Regions from separate parts of the Gossypium hirsutum genome. Here region 2 is linked to region 1. A link is a contact called in public Hi-C data. All regions are on one chromosome and are shown on one strand. Each heading gives the region's core, a stretch centred on a gene start, on an enhancer-like site or on the middle of the called end of the contact. The rest is flanking DNA. Distances are from core to core; before and after follow the strand shown. Region 1 holds the start of LOC107945236 (copper-transporting ATPase RAN1). Region 2 has its middle 19 kb from the start of LOC107945296.

What was found. A called contact is a pair of places that touch in the nucleus more often than the background predicts.
Region 2: a contact with region 1 is called in a Hi-C map of hypocotyl, with 4 times the contacts expected there. The contact joins the enhancer-like site here to the promoter of LOC107945236 in region 1. A contact is called at or near these places in 18 of 34 Hi-C or Micro-C datasets (callus, cotyledon, fibers and 5 more).

Annotation. Positions count from the first base shown.
Region 1 is chrD12:7,488,528-7,496,403 of Gossypium_hirsutum_v2.1, forward strand. LOC107945236 (copper-transporting ATPase RAN1) reads right to left here and starts at 2,674. Exons shown (of 9, transcript XM_041108364.1): 1 at 2,115-2,674; 2 at 562-1,173; 3 at 1-261. The coding sequence starts at 2,444.
Region 2 is chrD12:7,522,395-7,530,270 of Gossypium_hirsutum_v2.1, forward strand. No RefSeq gene overlaps it. Among protein-coding and RNA genes, the nearest start is that of LOC107945296, 19 kb to the right of the region's middle. Within about 2 kb of position 3,282, at least 5 of the 9 cell types and tissues checked have an H3K27ac peak or open chromatin away from gene starts, as enhancers often do. A contact at or near this core is called in cotyledon, hypocotyl and leaf, where this site is marked.

The sequences.
Region 1 (7,876 bases), core at 1,424-3,923:
GGCACCATAAAGAAGAGCACCAACAGAGTAGAAATAAGAAGCTGAAGTACCCAATGCAACTAAAACATCCATGTTAGTAGAACCATTTCGAAGAGCTCTGCCAGCTGCCACGTAGAAGCGCTTCCCGATAACAAACTGAACTACACTTACTAATGCCCATTTCAACCAATCACCCATTAAGAAAGGTCCACATCTCCAGAGCAAGAAGGCATCCAACAAGGGTATATGGGGACAAACTACTCGAATCAGAAAGACAGGAATCTGGATCAAAACAGACCAACAGTTAGTTTGAAACTAATACGAGTAGGGGAACCAATTAACATATTGAAACGTAGACAACATTTGTTGAAGAAAGATTCCAGAAAATAGCTACTATATGGAGGCCATAAGCCAAGAGTGTTCTTATGCTTTCATGTAAAAGGCTATACGGTTTCAAATACAGATTCTTGTAAGACTTTCCCTTTAGCTTCTTGAAGGCTTATGTTCAAGAGGAAAAATAAATGATGCAATATAGCTCAAAACTAGACTACTAGTAAAGAGTATATATATAAAAATACTCACACTGAGAAACAAACTGGAAGTAAAAAGCTGGAACATAATTGAGGTTTCTTCATCTTTAGTAGTCATTCTTGCATATGGGTTCATAACATGTAGTCTGAACTTCCCTTTACTTCCTCCTTCAATTCCATCAACCAAGGATCTTGAACTGACAACTTCAGGATCAAAAAGAACTTCAAGTTCTCCAGAACTTCTGTCAAAACGAAATTGTCGAACCCCTTTCAAGCTGCTAAGTATGCCTTCGATAAGCTGTACATCTAGCTCGTTAAAAACACCAGCAACCCCAAGTATGATTTTATCCTGCTCACTACTCTGTACAAGTGAGGCTTCAAAACCAGCATCTTCAATTGCATTGACTATATCATCTTTACTAATTACAGTGGGATCATATTCAACTTCCCCTAATGAAGTGGCTAAAGCAACAACAGCCCTACTAACACCAGGAAGATCTCTCAAAATGCCTTCAACAGAGTTGACACAGGCTGCACAGGTCATACCTCCTATTGTAAACTGCCCCACAAGCACTCCACGTGGCTTTGTTCCAACATTGCTGGGTTCAGGTAGAATTTCTGCCTCAAACCCTGCATCTTCAATGGCATTCTTTATGTCTTCATCCTGAATATCATGGAAGTGTTAGAGAACACTTGGTTCACAAAAGCTCCATTTTCAAAGTACATACATTTGACTCAAGCACATGAACTGAACCCAAGACGAGGAGTTTCGAGTACCAGGCATAAGGACTGTGGTAGAACCCCAGACATCACACCCAAGGAGAAAAAGAATACTTAATCTGTGTTGTATAGACCAACGGGGGGGGGGGACGGCAGCTATTGAAATGTTGCATTTCAGCCAAATATGTACCTCATGACAGAAAATCGGTGAAGCAATAGAACAAATCTCCTCCTCCTCCATGTATTTAAAAATAAAATACCCATAGACTGACGCAAAACTTTTTCTCCACGATTACAACACCGGAAGAAAAGCAAATACCATAGATGCAGCAAAACATGTGATGCCTTGTGTGTTTGTTTAGAGTGAGAGGGACTAAACATCAGCAATCATCAAAAAGGTGTTTTTGGGTCCTGTAAACTTGAGACACTAATTACACAATGCAAATGGTAGAAACCATGACGAAACATTGACTAAAAGTCATATTCATGATCATTCTTATACAGAACTAGCCACATTTACAGATAAGACACCGTGAAAAATCAGATTTCAAATGCAATATTTAGAGGCATAATAGTCAATATAGCTTATGAAATCTAAAATGCGGAAAAGTTCCAAGACAAATTGTAAACAGTACTATACTTTAGCAAAAGTGTGGGAAAAAAATCACGCATTAAAATCAACTTAAGCAAATAAATGAAGAGAGTAGCTTGTGGACCTCAACCAACATTAATTAAGCCAATCTTCAGTAATTAAACAAATCCAAGACCAAAACCACAAAGTCAAACACGGAAAAAAAAGAAACGAAGCTAAAATTATCTAATGAAGCAAACTCGACAAGCGTAATTCTGTTTGAAAATAATGATCAAGGAAGAAAGAGCAGTAACCTTAACCAAAGTAGGATCAAAAACAACATCAGCACGGTTCTGCAACAAAGCCACGGATGCTCTTAAAACCCCATTGATGTTCTTCAAAGCAGCCTCAACGGAATTGGAGCAGGCGGCACAAGTCATCCCCGTTACAGTGACCTGAATTCTCCGCATACTACCTTCTTCAATACTTTCCAACTTATAATCTCCTGTTTCGTATGAATCTAAGAGTCGAGTACCTTCCTCCATGTCGTCGGGATCAACAGCGCGTACCGACGAGGGATACGTGGATCTCCAGACGCCGGCCGCCTGCGACGTGAGTTGCAGGTCCCTCGAGCCCGGCGACATTAGGGTACAGAAAGAAAGAAAATGAAAAGAGGTGAAAATTTGAGGAAAGAGGAAAAGGCAGAGACGCAGAGAACAAATCAGAGGGAAAGAAAAGGAGATTTGTTTATGTATTTATAGAAAGAAAGAAAAAAAGATATACTGGAGAGAAAATGTGTTGGGAGAGATTTCCGAGGGAGACGGTGGAGACAGCAATTTTTCAACTAGAAACTTTGGGTTGGCTTGCCTGGCTCCACCAAACTACCAAATTGCCCTTGCAATATATATGGAATTACCGTTAGACCGCTTTGTACTTTCGAACACTGTTAGAGTTGTACTACACAACAGGTTGTGGGGCCCTGTCATTGCCAGGGCAGGGCAGGGCAGGTCAAGGCTGCTTCACCTAATCTATTTCTATTTCAGTTTTCACCAATCAAATTAACTCCCTAACTTGATCCTACTATTTTAATGATAGAACCAACCTTCATTTGGTTATAACATCAACAAATTTCCCCCTTTTTCTTCGTTTTCCGTTTCTTACAACAATTTTCTACAGACATCTATCCATAATCCTTATTTTGTTTCAGCTTTTCTTAGACAGGGATTTATGAATTTTCACTTATTATTTATATTTTATCAATTTCATCCTTTATTCTTTTTTAGCTAAATTTCAACTTCAACCCTCTATATAGGAGTCAACCTTAACCATTATTCTTTCAAAAAATAATTTATTTGCTTCTTTTTTATGAAAATGTAGATTAAAATGTTAGTATTTTTTAAAATATGTTAATCTGCATGGTAATTCATGTGTGATTCATGTATCAACATTTATGTTTTTACAAAAATTGACTTTCAAGAGAAGAATAATGGTCAAATTTAATTTAAAATAATAATAAGGATCAATTTTTTAAAAAATGTAAAAATTGAGGACTAAAATTATTATTTTACCAACTTTTAAATGTTATTCCAATTTGTAATATTCTTATTTATTAAATTGAATCAGATTTAATTTAAAATATTTTAATTAAGATTTAACTTAATCTATTAATAGATTTAAGAGATGGAATGAAACTAATAAATACCTGTTTTTGCCATAAAGCAAATTATCGTTGATTGTGAGGAAGAAGGAAATAATCTGGCATCAATCAAGTTATATGTTGTTTGTATTGGTTCGTACTTCGTACTAAACAAACTGGGTTTGGTTTGAAATTTAAGCAACATCTTTCAATCGTTAACATTTTTTTTTATTTTTCCCCTCTAAAATATATTAGAATAATATATTAGCATGTGTTGTATTAGCTTCGGTAAATTGTATTTCAATTTCTTGTAGTTGTTGTGTAAAAATAAAATATCGGTAATAATAATGTATCGCAAGGAAAAAAAGAAAAAAAAGTAAAGAACACACAAATTTTACGTGGAAACTCTTTCGAAAAAAAACTACAGGCAAAGAAAAAGATAATTCACTATGTCGAATTCGAATAATTACAAGAGGAGTAGATTATATCTATTTATAGGCTTGTAAAACCATATTCTAATAGGAGTGTAGTAAGATTGAAACACCTTATTCTAATCAATATCAAACAGATGTAGTTTAATAACGTTTAAAAAACCTTATTCTAAAATAAAATAAAATAAGTATAGTTCTATAGGGATTTTATTTTTATTTTATTTTATTTTACCACTGTATTTTATTTAAATAAGGATTCGGTCACTTAATTCTAACATTTTGTATTTCTATTTGTTACTATCAGTTAGCTGCAGAGAAAGTTAATGTAGGATTTTTTATCAGCATTGACTAGTCTTTGTAGCTCCTAAACTTTTTGTATAAATATCAAAATTAGTCTCATCATTATAAGTTTATTAGTCTTATCAACAAAAAAAGTAGACCATATTTTGTTCTCTGGTTATCTTTTATGTTGTTCATAGTTTAGTTCTTTGTTTGGCAGAGTGAGATTTCGAACATGGTACCAGTCTAGCTAAAATTGAGTGAGTTTGAGTGATGTTCATTGTTGATCTAATGTGGTTTGTTGTTCTTGATTATTCTTTCATCATGGTGAATTCAAAGGTTGAGACTTCTTCAAATAGTGAGACAAAACTATGTAATTTAGATGGTGTTCAAAAAGTAATTGGGAATGTGATATTCTTTTGTGTTTCCCTCAAAGGTAAAATTGTTCCCTCGCCATGAAACTGTTCAATTAAATGAGAGTAATTTTATTTTTTTGGAAGCATCAAATAAATTTGATTCCTGAAGGGTATGGAATGACGGGTTACATTTTGGGAACTCTATCCATGAAACTATTCAATTAAATGAGAGTAATTTTATTTTTTGGAAGCATCAAATAAATTTGATTCCTAAAGGGTATGGAATGACGGGTTACATTTTGGGAACTCTATCTATTCCAGCAAAGTTCATACTTGGGAGTGATGGTAAATTGGTTGGCAATCCCATGTTTCTTATGTACAAATAACAAGATAAACTTTTAGTTTCTTGGATTTTGTCAACAATTTCGAATGAGATTCTTCCTTATCTTACTAGTGCAAATACAAGTCTAAAGGTTTGGTCAACCATTGTTCGTAGATGTCCTACTTAATCAAGCATAAAGATCTCGAACTCGAGACACACTTCACATTCACGAAAAAAAGGTTATTTGACAATTAAAGAGTATTTGACCAAGATTAAAGGTTTGTGTAACACTTTGAATGCTACAGAAAGTGTCGTTACTAAGCAAGAGCACTTACAAGTCTCACTACAGAGTATGAGTTGGTTAGAGTAGTTGCTTCAGCCACAGCAATATATTTGGATTTACTCACTGAGATGTTGGTTGATTATGAAACAAGGCAAATGGATTTCATTTCCACCATGCCTATGCAAGCAAATCTTGTTCAACAGCAAAATAACAAGCCAATGATACTAGTAGAGGTCATAATAAGGTGCAACAAGATTTTGGAAGTTAGAAGAATGGATGTGGTTTTTAGTATAATAATTGGAACGGTTATCAATAGAATGAGCAAAGCAATTATCAAGGTGGTCGTTATCAATAAAGTAACAGATGTGGTTATAAAGGGGGTATGGTTATAGACGTGGTAGAAGTTATAAAGGAAGAGAAAGTCGTTTCCAGTACAATAATAGGCCACAGTGTCAACCAGAAGTGAAACACCTTAAACCCAATCTAGACGTTATGGTCGAATTTGACGATTTCACATAGTAGTGCTTTTCGAAAAAATATGTTGTCGCTAAATCCCCTTTTTCTATTTAACCATTTTTTTCATTATCTTATGTTAATTTCAAATCGTGTCGTTCGTTTTCAACACATTATTCATTTACAAATCGTTATTCAATTTCAAAACATTTTTTTATTGCGGAAGCTTTTAAACAGTTTGCGTATTCGTGGTATTTTTGATAAAATATTAATTTTATTTGAAAACTTGAGTTTTACCTAACAGTAGCAGATTTAAATCATAAAATCGTAGAAAATCCAAATTTAAACCAAAATTCGTGTAAAAGAAGTAAAATCATAAATAGGTAATAAATAGTGTAAAAGAAGTCGTGTGGCCACCACTGAGTCCTCTGTCGCACCAATCTGCCTATATTTAGGGATTACCTGTACAGATTAAACAGAATGTGTGAGTTTACGTAAACTTAGTGTGTAATCCCCATACAAATGAACAGACAGTAAATAGATAATCACAATCTGGGCTTAAGCCTTTTTCAGTATCAGTATCAGTCTAGTTTGGGCCTTAGCCCATCTCAGTACAAAAACAGTCATGCAGTAAGGCTTTAGCCCATCACATTATCAGTAACAGTAACATATATGCAGTCACAAAAATCCTACCCATCCAGCCTCTACACACCAGCTTCGTCCAACCCTACACTCCATGTGGGGATATAATCAACCCACCATCCCTACACTCCAAGTAGTATCGAATGCAGCACTAGATAGTAGTTTGCAGCTGAGCTACCAGTAAATTAGGCTCGAGGCCTTTCAGTATACTTCCTCCGAACATTATAATCCCCAACCCAATGCAATGCAATATACAAATATGACATGCTATAACATAATATCATGCATGTAAACAAGACATACAGTATCAAATCAATGGGACATCATCATGCTTAATCATATCAGTCATACAGTCATTTCAGTCAATTAAGGGTCTAGGTAAGCTTACTGACCCTACAGTAGGTCCACAATCGACTCAGGTGACCCGTGCAACCTTAGCAATAAAATAGTGAAAATGGGCCTCGTGATCCATTTTAATGTGACCCGTGCTAGTTAATTGTTCATGTGTTTCCACTATTTACTTATATGATCCTTCAAAGTTGTCCACTTGAGTCACTATTACTAAATTATTTGTATCTTAAGTTGTCCACTAGACTTAAGTACCTTTCTACCATAAAATTTCCAGAAGTTTTGGTTTATCCAATAAGTACAAAAAAAAATTTAAACTTACCCCTATTCTGCTGTCTGACAGCTTCGACTCTTCTTTACTAAAAATTAGTTTTCTCTTAGTACAAAATTTGGATGACGTTTCCATTTGTTTCTATTGAAAATAGACTCATTAATAGTTTAAACATGTAAATTTTAACCCCTAATTATTTTTCTCCAAATTTTGATAATTTTCCAAAGCCAGAACATGGGAACCCGAATTCATTCTGACCTTATCTCACTAAGTTTATTATAACTCACGATTTACAATTTCATTACTTACATCGTTTCTTCTATGAGAAACTAGACTCAATAAGCTTTAATATTATATCTTTTCATCCTCTAATTAAATTTCCCTAATTTATGGTGATTTTTCAAATTTAGCCTACTGCTGCTGTCCAAACAGCAAGCAATTTTGACTTTTCGTCGAATCCCTTATTTTTGTGTTTCAAGTACACACTTAGTTTCGATTCGAAGCTAAAGCCACCACGAGCACTCTAGAACCTATTATTGACCAACATTTCACTCAATTAGTCACTTAAATGATCGAATTAAACTTAACCCCAAAACGGAAAAGTCATCTTCCAAGCGGAAAAACCCTTACCTTACGAACTACGGACACTTCCTTCTATAACTCGACACTAGCACAACCCCTCACACTAGATTTTTGGCTATCAACACAGTTAAATAAAGGTTCCCCAATTAATAACTTAAAAACCAAAATTTTAAAGCACCAATATCACTTACCGAACGAGTGTGACTCTATGTTGCACAATATGACGAATTGAAAACAAAGTTGAAAAGAGAAAGGAAGGAAAAAGGTGGATTCAGCAATAAGGAGGGCAAAATTTGACAACAAAGGAAAAATAGAGAGGAAAACAGCAGAGAATTTTAGCATGAGAGAAGAAAAAATAACTGGGTAACTCCTAAATTCCCTATTTTGCTCCTAATAAACCATATCCGTTTCAACTACTTCAGTATTCCAGTCCATCTCAAACACCCACACAACATTAGCAGCAAAAATAATGC
Region 2 (7,876 bases), core at 2,032-4,531, 34 kb after region 1:
TAATTTCCTTTCTTACAGAATAAACCAGAGAAAAAGATGTAAGAAAAAAAATGAATACCAGAATGAAAGAATCCCCCCAATTGAGAATGGCATCTCTCTATTATATAATCTTTTCACTTCTGTTCAACTTACGCCAAGTTAGTCAGTACTATTTAATTCCTTTAATCATAATGCTTCCTACTAAAAGAAACATTTGGTTCTAAAGTAACAGAACTAAGGTCAAAATCTTAACCTTTCACAAAATTGGGTGTGACAGATTATATGGCTCTAATCTTTGCTTGGTGAGCTACACATATCACTTGCTGATAAATCTTAACTTTGGTGTGATAACTTAATAGCAGCATCTGTTACAACCAATCTTGTGTTACACTTCAAATTTAAACATGTTGAATTAGACTTGATTTACATTCAAGAAAAGGCAACAGCTGGGAATTTGGTTGTTGGTCAAGTACCTAATTAAGACCAAATAGTAGATATGTTTACAAAACCCTTGTCTAGGTTATTTTTCTGCAAATTTCAAAGCAAATTATAGGTTGAAAACAAGTTTGGAGAGATGATATCAAAAAAATATATTAGCACTTGTCATATTAGCTTAGGTAAACTGTATTTTAGTTTCTTCCGTTAGTCAGGTAGTTAGTTACTAAGCTATTGTATTACTATTATTTTTTTGTTAGCCAATTGCAAAGAAAATCAATGTAGGAATCTTGTTAGCATTGACTATTATTTGCAACCTCTAATCTCTTTGTATAAATACCAGGCTCGATCTTATCATTATAAGATTATTAGATTCTTTAATCAAAAAAAAAAGTAGACCCTATTTTGTTTTATATCCTTTTTTTTCTGTAGCTTAGTTTAGATTTTTTGTTTGACAGAGTGAAATTTCGAGCAAAATACAACACTGAAGCGTAATCGAGTTCTTATCTTAATGTATTAATGAAAGTGATCCATGTCTAAAAAAAATTGTCTTAAAAAAAAGGAAAATCCAATTAATAATTAAACCATTTTTGTTGTTCGTTATTAATAATTAAACCATTTTTGTTGCTCTAAAAGATACTATTTGAATTACTAATAGGGAATAATTATTAGGATAATCCTACAATATATAGGTTTTAGGCACCAATAAAATAATGTTGCATCATCAATTTTTAAAGACATACAAATATTATTCTACATTCAATCACATACGATATCATCTCTAATTTAATTTAATTTTAATTAAAATAATTAAAATTATGGAGGGGAAATGTTGAAATTGATAAAATTTGAACAAAACAAAAAATAATTATAATAATTATAATTCCATAAAAAAACCAAAAATAAATAAAATTTGAAAATGCTTAAATCAATAATTAAAAATTAAAAAAACTGATAAAAATCATAAGCACAAATTAAAAAAATTAAAATCAACCATTAAAAATCTAAAAAACCATTAGTAAAAAAAATCAAAATTTGAAAAATTATAACCACCATTGGCAATTTTATCAAAATTTGAAATTTTATTAAAAATAAAAAATTGAAATTTCATTAAAAATAAAAAATTGAAATTTCATTAAACTACTAATACATTGGTCACATGGTAAATTTTGTTTTTTTTTTACTTTTAATTAAAGTTAGAGACATCTCTATAATTAGTTCAAAACACTTATTTTTTGTTTATTTGCGACATAAGAACCACTAATCCTCATCACTACCCAACACCCACTACCAGCCCCATCTCAATCGCTCCTTACTTTTCTTCCTTTAACATTGAACTTGAGAAAACCCGACCGAGGAGATCTCCATTGCAGTACATTTCCTCCCCCTCACTTATCTTCCTTTGTGGATAGAATTGGTTATTCTTATGGTGGGTGTTGGGTGATGGATGATGATGATTGGTGGTTTTTATGTTGTAAATAACCAAAAAAAAAAAGCGTTTTGAACTAATTATAGAAAGGTCTTTAATTTTAGTCAAAAGATAAAAAAATGCAACATCAACAATCCGTTAGTGGATTAACGAAATTTTTAATGGCGGTGACTAATTCGAGTAACTATTTAAATCAAAGTAACTAAATTGACAAAAAGAAATTAGAATGACTAAAATAGAAACGATGCTATTTTAGAGTGATTTGATACAATTTATCCTAAAAAAAGTAAAATGTTTGGGGATAACAGGGTGTATCCATTATGATCCATAAACTTTAAGTTAAAAAATAATAATTAGTTTAATATATAATTAGAGTCATTCTAAAGCTTGAGTGAAATTGGGTTAGGAAGAGCTAGATGAAAGTAATTTTTCATAATTTTGTTAAGATTAAAATATGCGAATATTTGGAATTTTTAAATTTTTATTTTCAAGATTTTAAATATTTTATTTTTTGTATTTAAAAAAAAGCAAGCACCATGATTAGCATCATAAAATTTATCTATTAAATTCAGATTTATTGAAACACTATTTTTATTATATAATTATTAAATGAATATTTTTTTATTTCAAAATATTGCTATACATAGTAATTTTAATAATATAAATAATTGGACTTAAATTATTAAATTTAAAAAAGCAAATGAATATATGTACAAATAAATTTTTTTTTAAAAAATTAAATTTTAAATAGAAGAATAAAATAAAGGGTGGAAGCATATTTTAAGGTTTTGTCAAACTTGGACAGAACTATATCAACTTAAAATCCTAGAGTAAATAATGTACATATTTCAAACGTTGTTTGTTTTGACCATATGACCCATTCGGCAAAGCATAAAAATCCCAAATCAAATTCACAACCACATATGTAAATTGCAAATGCAAATTTAAAAGAAAAAAATTGTGTTTCTTTATTGAAAAAAAAAACATTATTAATTATTCAATAAATAATAATGAAACAAGAAAAAAGATTGTATAAAATAGTGATATTATGTCATCTGTATCTATTTTTTAATAGTTTAATATCACATCCATATTTTTATTTTAAAAATTAAATATAAATAAAAATCTTGAAATTCAAAACAAAATTATTAATATGATATTAAATTATTGAAAAACAAATAGTATACCACCCAAATAATTCCGTGCTTTTCTCATGTTATGCGTTGATCTCTAGGGATCCTTAAACCTCCCATGTCACTATTATTGTTTGTAGTTAATTAGGTGGAGCAGCCGCAGCTGTGGAATTTTTCAGATTAATTTATTTCATAATATCCAACGTGTTAATGACGAGCGGCAGTTGCGTAATTTGGAAAAGTCCCAAAGAGCAGGTGAGGTCAATCCCTTTGTTCTGAATCTGAACTGAATAATATATTCTTTCTATGACCCTGCTCCGCTTATGCTACCATGGGACCACTTTTCTTTTCTTCTAAACTGGAAAAAACAACAACTTCCATATTTACTGTGTTCTGCATCTTCACCTCGCCAAATCCATCTTTATATTCGGCGGAAGACCTCGCGGCGACACCCGTCACGTGCATGCCCTATAGGTGTTGAAGAGACAAGTCATACAGGTGTTGAAAATTCATCTACCCTTTATTTTTTTTCTCTATTAATCTTTAAAAAGAAAACACAATCTATTATATATGCAAGCAAAGCCACTTAAATTGCTACTATATATGCTTTATTATTCTATAATCCTTTAAAAAGGAGGTTGTCCCTGATAGTGTCTTTATTATCGTATATAGTTAAGTTATAGGTTTATTGGGTTGATATATATATATGACAATAAGTGGAGGAGAGTTTTCCTAGTTTGAGACAACTTATTATACAGTAATCAGATTAAACCATTAATAAAGCTTTTCAATCGTTGTTTTCTTAAATCAAAATCTTGTCAGTTTGCAATAACAATGAAGTTTGAACCTACGTGCGGGAATAGATATCTTTTACTTTTTGGACATTAAAATTTTCCAATTTCCAGACTTTGATTGATTTATTTTGTAATTTGTAGCATAAAGATTGTTGGAAAGATGAGCTTACTTCCACTAAGAATGAAAGACAACAATCATGTACAACTTTTATATGGAGTGGTCAAAAGCAGAAACAAAGGCAACATAAAAAATAATGGAGATCCTCCATGGGGTTGCATGGCATGGCATCCAGTTCCACACCATCTTGTTTCCCCGCCCCACCACTCCCCTGGATTATCTTAATTAGGAAGTGGGGATAGAATTCGTCTGCCCCTTTCATTAAATTTTGCCACGTAATTTCAATTCATATCTTCACTTACATTTCAACTGTTATCTTTTTTTTTTATGTATTTTATTTAACAAAAAGAATAATTTAAATTATATTATATTAAAAAATTAATTCTATAAGTTTCTATGCTTTTTGAAAATTTGGAATTTAATATTCGTGCTTTTATTTCCAACAATTTAGTCTCCCACTTTTTAGATTTTAAAATTCAAGTTTAGCTATTAACATTGTTGAACTTTTTTTTTGTCAATTTATTAGTATGACATTTGAACTAGAAAAAATAATAATCACTTGGTGCCATATAATTAAAAATGACATTGTAATTATCCTGAATTTAACAATATTAACAGTTGAATTTAAATTTCGAAATCTAAAATATAGAAGAACTAAATTCTTGAAAATAAAAATACAAATTTTGACCAAATTTAAAGTACAGTTTAAAATTTAAATTCCTCAAAATTTAAAGTATAAAGACTAAATTTTAAATTTAAGAATAGTTTAATGATCAAAACTGAAATTTGGCCATTGTTACGTATAATCTCAAAAAGAAAAGTAAAAAGTTGTGTACAGTGAAACAAAATAAAGTATTATGAAGTTATGTCAAAAATAAAATATAGATATTAAATTTCAAATTTAAATGTATTAGTAGGATCAAAATTGAAACGAAGCATGTCATAAAAGGAAGAGCAATCTATTATGGCCATTAACCTTGTCAAAGGACGTGAGCTTAATTGAAGGTGGATTTGAGTGAAAATAAAGCAAGTCTATTTGTAAAATGAACTGAAGCTACCCTAATAAAAGGTGTTAATAATTGAGGTTGTGACAACCTATTTTAGGCATAGCAGAGTGTAAAGCGGGCCATGCAGTCTTCAAATGATAAAAAAGAATGGTTAATCTGTTGAAAGAGGAAGAGAAGTGAGCAGTGAGATGGAAGTTAAAGAAATGAAGGAAAGGAGGGTATCCATGGGGTTGGTGCAACGTCTTTGAACAAATTAGTTATACCAACAACTCCTTTTTTTTAATGGGATTAGGCTTCCAACTCAATCTCTGCTAACAAAAGCAATCTCTGTTTTTTTTTTTTTAATATTTTACAAAGAATTATAATTATCAAATTAAATCTTTTAAATGCAAGGTTTGAGTTGCTGATATTAGTAGCAAGAGGCACAAGAAGAAGAGATGGATTCTGTCTTCTTTAGATGGAACTAAAACATAAGTTGAGAAGTAGAGTGGCGGATGCATTGGTTGATGTAGTAGCCATAGTCAAGTTTAGTCTTTCTTTACAAATTTTCATGTTTAAGGGACTTCCTGTTCAGTCTTTGACAAGGTGATTCTAAATGATATTCATTTTTTGCTAAGTAAACTGTTGACATGTATTTCTTAATTAGTTTATCCGCAAAATGGCTAGGGACTATGGTTTTTGGGCAAGTAGTGGTTTAATTAATTAGCAATAAAAAATAAAAGCAAAAACATTGATTGGGTTGCTTTTTAATTTACTCAGCTCTCATGATCTTATGAAAAGGAGCTAGCTTATGGAGTATGGACCATATTACTTACTGTATGGGTATTGGAATAGATCGTCACTCCTCAACCTAGTTTGCGAGGAATTTACGTATAAACCCACTCTCACTCGGGATGCTTACTGCTCGTATTGGAAGTTTCTGTCATATCATACCTCAGCTGCATTACTTTACTTGTATAAACACCACTCTCCAAATGCTTTCCACGCCTTTTTTTCTTGTCTTCCTTCATGCGTTTCGTCTCACCCTTTCCATCCCATTTCAACCTACTTTCTTTACACCAAATATATATATATTAAGGATTAAGTTGACAACCTTTATATCTATACTATAAATGAAGTATCTAACTCATATTATATCACCAATTGAAAGAAAAAACAAATAAACGTATAAAATTAAATAATAAAAGGAATTTATTAGTAAGGTTATATAGATAATTTATTTTTTAAAATAATTTTTTTTTGACATGAGAGCATTACAGGTAAATTTCAATCCCAATCCCTTTACCTTTTAGATTATAAAAATAGTTAAATTTTAATTTGATTCCGAGATTTATTCTATATATTTTAATTCTAACTTAATTTGATACCTCAATTTTTATAATGTCATTAGCTAGACTAAATACTTTATTCTAATTAAAATGATGATGTGAATTATTAAGAATTATTAGCACCATTAAAATTCTTTATTAAATTCATGTTCATTACAATATTATGTTTTTGTTATATGAATACCAAGTTTATTATATTTTTTTCAAAATGCCACACCAACAAAAAAAAATTCTAACAATGTTAACAAATAAATTTATATTTTTAAATTCGAAAAATAGAGAGACAATATTTCTAGAAATAAAAGTATGAAGATTAAATTCTAAATATACAAAGAGTACAAAAACTTTGAACATATTGTAACCTTTAAATTTCACACTATAATTTCGTCAAGAAATAAATTTCACATATTGGAAACCATACTAGTGATTAATGAGTCTAATGTTAGGTAAAAACCCTATACAAGAGTAGGATTATGATTTTCGGTTCTTAATTAATAAAATGGTTTCCGATGCTTACACTTTATTATGATCTAAACTTTGAGTAAATAAAAAATTCGTCTCCAAATTATAACGTTTTTCTCACTTAGGTACCTAAACTATTTTTTTTGGTTAAAAGTGGCACCTAAACTTTAACTCCGTCATTAATTTTGGTCCAAACAGTTAATTCTAATAAAAAAAATCTCATAACCAATCAATCAAAATGTGACACATGACATTTTAAATTAAATTAAATAATTTTTTTTCCTTCTCTATTATCCCACGTTTCATCTTTCTTTCCCCCTCTTTCATAACAGTGAGGAGAAAAAAGGGAAATGTGAGATTTCTCTTTATATGTTAACGTTTATAAGGGAAGAGCAAAGCAGTCAGTGGAATTTCCTTCTCCTTTGTTTTTCACAACTCAAGTTGTAAAATGTAAGACTAATGCCACTCAAGGAGAGTATGAGCAAGAGTATTCACATCATACATGATTGGTTTTTCCCTTTCTGTCAAGGCTTATAAAATTATGAATAAACACCAGAATCTTTCCCCTTTTTCTCAAAACTCCTCTTTGCCTCTGTTGAAAAAGAGAGGGAGGAAGAAGATCAAACATGGGATAGGAAAAAATATTGGATTTAAATTTTTATTTAATTACAAAACAACAGAGTTTCTCCTCAAAAACCACAAAACCAAACACCAAAAACAATATTTTGAGTGTTTTATTGAATTAATGTCACTGTTTTTTATTTTTTATATAATAAATTAATAAACCAATAAAAAATTGATCATAATAAAATTTAAACTCAAAATATCATGCATGATAAATAATTAAATTTATCATTATAAATTGATTTTTATATGAATTTAAATAAATATTTGTTATATATTTTTTCACCTAAGGTGTGGAACCAAATTTGAAATGGGCCGAAAAGCAAATCCTTAATGAACGATATTTATTGATCCATTATAGTTGTAAGGGGTAGGGAACAATTTCCCCTGTGCTTAGCTTGAGCCTTGACGGCTTCAAAACTATCTACCTGGGCCTAGCTCGTTTAATTCTTTCACTTCCACAGCATCAATGTGAGCAACCTATTCATAGATATAGGGGTCAGTTTTCGATTTTTCTTGCCCCATATAGTCGAATGGCAACATCACATGATGAAGCTGGAAAACCTT